2 separate regions of the Ovis aries genome follow, and region 2 is linked to region 1. The links are chromatin contacts, called in public Hi-C maps. All regions are on one chromosome and are shown on one strand. The core of a region is the stretch at or near the end of the contact, and the rest is flanking DNA. Distances in the headings are between cores, read along the strand shown.

The links. Hi-C and Micro-C count contacts between places; a contact is called where the count stands out from the background.
Region 2: a contact with region 1 is called in a Hi-C map of tail adipose tissue, with 2.1 times the contacts expected there. The contact joins two enhancer-like sites. A contact is called at or near these places in 6 of 16 Hi-C or Micro-C datasets (blood, hypothalamus, liver and 3 more).

What each region holds. Positions count from the first base shown.
Region 1 is chr2:234,649,622-234,652,296 of ARS-UI_Ramb_v3.0, reverse strand. It overlaps AK2 (adenylate kinase 2), which reads right to left. Exons shown (of 6, transcript XM_012148993.4): 5 at 311-383. Among named protein-coding and RNA genes, the nearest start is that of AK2, 17 kb to the right of the region's middle. Within about 2 kb of position 1,311, at least 4 of the 54 cell types and tissues checked have an H3K27ac peak or open chromatin away from gene starts, as enhancers often do. A contact at or near this core is called in tail adipose tissue, where this site is marked.
Region 2 is chr2:234,709,770-234,712,444 of ARS-UI_Ramb_v3.0, reverse strand. It overlaps RNF19B (ring finger protein 19B), which reads right to left. Exons shown (of 9, transcript XM_027965330.3): 2 at 2,339-2,544; 3 at 1,014-1,158. Among named protein-coding and RNA genes, the nearest start is that of RNF19B, 13 kb to the right of the region's middle. Within about 2 kb of position 1,369, at least 4 of the 54 cell types and tissues checked have an H3K27ac peak or open chromatin away from gene starts, as enhancers often do. A contact at or near this core is called in tail adipose tissue, where this site is marked.

The DNA of each region.
Region 1 (2,675 bases), core at 62-2,561:
TGATTAGTTCACCGTTGAGGTTCCCATGATGCCAGGAAGGGGCTGCTCTGGCAAAACAGGTACAAACTGGGCACCATCAAGTAGCTGGCATTGGTGGCTACCTCAAGGTCAAACAATAAATCACCTGGAGGGACACTTTAAAGATGAGCCACAGTCCATGTGATTTACGTAACAGTGAGACTTCTCATAGTTTAATGATGGTGGTAAGAATAGAGGGAAAATGGGAAGAACAAAAGGAAGAAAAAAAGAAGAAAATGTGAAGTAAGAAAGAAGGAAAGAAAAGGACATTTCCCGCCCTGAATTTACATACATCATCTTTCATGGATTCCTTTGGGGGGTTGAACTCCTCGTGGTAGGAGCGGCCACTCGGGGGGTGAATCAGTCTGCAAGACAGCAAATGAACATCAATCAGGCTGCTGGAACTCCAGGGGTCTCCAAGACCACAGGCACAGACAGAGAAGCTGGATGCAACGACTTTAATCCAGCAGAGAAACCAGTTACAGGCATCCCTTGCTTAGGAAAATAACTGGGCTTAGACCAGAGTATCTTTTCTCTTTTGACCCAACATTAAAATAAGTGGCTGGCCGGCTGGCGGCTGGCATGACAGCCTGTGGGCTGTGTGTCCCATAGGTCTCACACAGCCACCCATGCATTCACCTGTTCATTCAACAAGTGCTGACTAACTGCCTAGTCCAGTTCAGGTCTTGAGCTGAATCCAGGGGCTACAGAGAAGTGAGTCAAGATCCCTGGTCAAAAACAGTGCTTAACATAGAGAGGGAGACAAATGCGGAAATAAGTAACTACAGTAGATGTGGTAATCCTTTAACATAGACTTGGACAACGTGCCATGGGGGACAGAGGACAGAGAGACTACCCTTATTTTCTAACCTACTTTGGGTAAAAAACAAGAAAGGAGCGATAAGAAAACACACGTGCTATGGACGCAGATGCCACACCTCTATGGCACAATGCCGCACACCTCTGTGACCAGAGACACAGACAGCCCAGCCATCAGAAGGCAATACTCAAGGTGTCAAGAAAACTGACATCTAAGTCACAGAACAAAGAGCTCAAGAAGAAGCTTTTATCTGGCACAGGATATGTAGCTGGCAGCTGCATCTCTGCCATGCCCCCTTAAGCAATAAGCCCATGCCCCTGACTGGCAGTGGCCACATCACAGGAGCCCCGAAACCTAACAAGGGAAGGACACAGGCCAAATGCTGCTCCGCGGCTAGGGCCCCTCTTGAGTTCCTGTGGTCTCCCAATTCTATGCCAACCAAGATTTGCTTATTTAACCGACGGCTGCTCTCCTCATGAAGTCTGTTAGACCAGAGCTTCCCAACATTTTCTACCTCTTGGCAGGCACAGAAAGTACTCAGCGTGCTTGCTCTGGTGGCAGAGGGGGTCAGTATTTCAGCACATCAGTTGGGAAAGTCTGAGTCAGACTTCTGAAGCTACACACATTTACACACAAAATGCGGCACTGTGTTTTCATGACAGCATACTTTTGGAGGGCCAAGGGGTCCATTTATAGAATAAGGTGGTCGGGCGACAAGCGACTGCAATCACACAGCCCAAGGTTGAGCCTTTCTTTGAGTTGCTGGAGGGGTTCCTCTGGTGCATTCACTGGAAATGATGCCCACTGGAAGACCCAGAGAGAAGAGCAGGAGCTGGGGCTCAACTACAGCTTTCTCTTTGGGAAGGGCTGGGGCATGAGATGGGGACCATGTTTCTTTTTTTCTGGCTGAACCTCACAGAATGTGGGATCTTAGTTCCTCAACCAGGATCTGAACCCATGCCCCCAAGCATGAAGTCTTAACCACTGGACCACCAGGGAAGTCCCTGGACCATGTTTCATCACCTTCTGCATAGCACAGGGCACACAGCAGCCAGGCTGCAACAAACACAACTCTCTCCTCTCCACGTCTCTACATCAGCCCTCGCTCACTCTCAGATTCCCCCAGCCCTCCAGCTACGTATAAACACACTGCTCCTTCTCCACCCCCAAATATCATTTTAAGAAGAATGCAAGACTCATTTCCTAGAAGGGAAAAGAAACCAATCTCCAAGTTCTTAAAATGGGACTGGTCTCAAGGACCAAAGTACCAAAACAGCTCTTAGAGCCACGGAGCCTGGCCTGGAGGTGAAGATGTGGGGGGACCAGGCTGGGATGCTAGAGTCACTGCTGCCTTGGCTGTGATACTTCAGACACCTGTGTTCTCATCCACAGAATGGCAATGGCACAAGACGTAAGAAACCAACGAAACCAGAGAGCCAACACTGAACAGGTTAAAACAAAACCTACCAGCCACACTTATGGCAAGGAATAAAATAATCACCCATAAAATTATTAGAAGTGAGGCCTGAGCCAATTCAATCTTGTCGTGTCAGATAAGATCCGTATTAAACTGGTTAGTTCCCCACTCTCTTTCTGGCAACCATCAGCACAGTGGACGATGAGGCAGAAAGCAGCTTTTGGTGCCTGTTCTGCCACTGACATACATACAATTGGACTTGGAAAAGCACTTTCACACAGTCTGACCTGTTCTGTTTCCTCCTCTGTGAGGAAAGCACTCACTTTCAAACCAAGAGACTGAGCCTTCCCTCTGTCGCCATCTACAATTGTGTAGTTTGTTCTCAGAATCTCTCGGTTCCCCACCAGCCAACTTTAGCCT
Region 2 (2,675 bases), core at 120-2,619, 60 kb before region 1:
GAAAGTGTTTCATCCACACAATGAATGTTAAATTTGTAAATATTACCTCCTTCAGGACAATATTTCAATGACTACTACATCCAAGGAATTGTAAAAAGGTTAACATCGGCCTTAAGATTCATAATATAGCTTAACAAAATTAGACATGTAAACGAAGTAAAAGTCATAATGTTTATAAAGGAACATGTAAAGAATGTCAGTAAAGAAGAATGAGGCAGAAAAAGCTGGGGGAAGGCATCACAGATGGAATGGCATTTAAAGTGGCTCTTGAAGACTGGATAAGAACTGAACAAGTTGAGATAAAATGAGGTTGCTGGGAGGTGAGGTGATTAGAAGGCATTCCAGGCAAAGCAAAGAACATGAACGGTCAGGGAGCTAACAGCACAGAAGAGACACAGATAATTTGGGATATAGTATTTATGAAAGCAAAATGGAAAAAGGTAGAAAGTATACTGGGGCCAGACTGTAAAAAAAAACCTTAAAAGCCATCCCTAAGGAAGTTGAACTCTATCTGGAAGGTAAGGGAATACAGTCACTGGAAGTTGCTGAGCTGGAGAAAAACATGATTGGAAGGGTGTTTCAGAGGAAGTTTTTAAAGCTTCCTTATGCTGTAATGAGAGGACAGATGATGTCTCTTTGACATCCTTTTCCCTCAGTCAGTAAGAGACGAAGACTACAAATAAAAACAATGGACCTACTGCTTTTATGGTCTTGTTCTCTTACTGATGTCAGAGGGAAGGGTGAGATGAACTGGGAGAGCAGGACTGACATATATACACCACTGTGTGTGACACAGACACTAATGAGAAGAGGCAGGACAGCACAGGGAGCTCAGCTTGGTGCCCTATGACCACCTAGAGGGCTGGGATGGCGGAGGCAGAAGGGACGTTCGAGAGGGAGGGGATGTAAGTGTACATTTTAGCTGACTTATTTACTTCATTGCACAGCAGAGACTAATACAACACTGTAAAGCAATTATACTCCAAAAAAAAAAGGACACTTTCTCATCTCACCTGAGGTAATGCAAGTCTGAGATCTCTTTCATACAAAGCCAACAGAATTCACAGCCACACACCGCGCAGGTCATATGATTACAGCTTCCATCATTCATCTTGATAATGTAAGCACTGCATCGTGGGCATGGCTTAATGTCGTCTGCTGAGGGGAGGGAGAAAGAGTGTGTAGAAAAATACCCTTACTTAAACCTAGTTTGGTTTTATTATTCCCAGGAGTATGCATAAGAAATGAGACAGTCAAGAATTCCTGACTGAGGACTCCAGATTGCGCAACCCACTTCGCTGGAAGGCTGGCTACGTCTAGACCTCAGGAAATTTCATAAAACGGATCGTGTCTCCTATTGAGCTGCCTATCCCCCAAACTGGCATCGTCAACAGCACGTGAGCCATACTCTGAGCAAAGAGACTTCCCTAGAGAGAAAGATGGTTCCAAGAAAAATGGAATTTCAGCAGTCAATAGGCTGGCAGAATGAAAAGCACAGTTCCACAGGAAGAACAGTCTATAGCCTGCATTTGGCTTTAAGTCTTGAAAAATCTTAGTTCAGGAAACTCCTTTCACAGGTTCAACAAGTATTACTGCGGTTTGTTGTTAATATAATCCACAGCCTCTTGCCATGATACTTTAAAATTCAAAACCTAAAAACAAGTATGTGTGCTAAGTAGCATACACCTGGTAATTTTCACAGCAAGCTAGGAACTAACCTATTAAAAACAAAAAGGAGATTAGGTTGTGCCAGGAAAAAGTGAATGGTAAATCTTTCCTTCCAGCTTCTCTCAAATGACAACAGTGAAATTAAGCACATTTATAAAAGGTAGTAAGCCCACTGACATTTTAAAATAGGTTTCCTTTGACATGTCAAGGTTGAAACTGAATGTGTGATATTCCTTCTTTTAAGGTTAATCATTAATCCATACCAACATCGCTTGCTTTCCTCAAATCTGTACCCTACTTCCAAAAACAGTGACGTACTTAAAGCTAGTAGGAAAACAGTATAGGTTTAATACTAAATGTCTTTCTGCTCACGATGAAAGGACTGAAAAAGCCCCTAGCAAAAGTACCTAACTGCTCTCCAATCTGAGACATATTACTAAGAAGGTAGAAACTACAGAATTCAGTTTTACTTTATTCCAATTCACCTGGGTTGGACAGCCTATAAATGGCTAGAGAGAGAAGCTACATATTAAATATACTATTGAGAGTATTACCAAATAGTTTCTGCTTTCTAATGCTTGAGTCATACATTAAGGTAATCTCTCCCAACTTTGGGCTCACATTATGAAATATCAAATAAAGAGACAAATGAGACTACGCCAACTTATACCTGGTCCAGATTCTTGTCCATAACTAAGACCTGAAGTGTGCTTGGTGCGGACTCGCAACGTCTGTGCCCTCTGCTGACGGGCCATATCGCATGTCTGATTTGGATGCCATATTTGCTTGCAGTGGTAACAGAACTCAGTCTGGCAGCCTTCCCTCTCACAGGTCAGCTTTGGGCAGCTGGCACAGCCATAAGCAATAACTGCATACCTGGGTAAGGAAATAGGACAAGATATAAATAAGCTAAGACATTATGCATTGGTTCCAGTGGGGTAACACTGTTTGGTGTCCCCCACCAGTTCATATGGTATAGAGGAAAGAACACACATATGTGTAACACG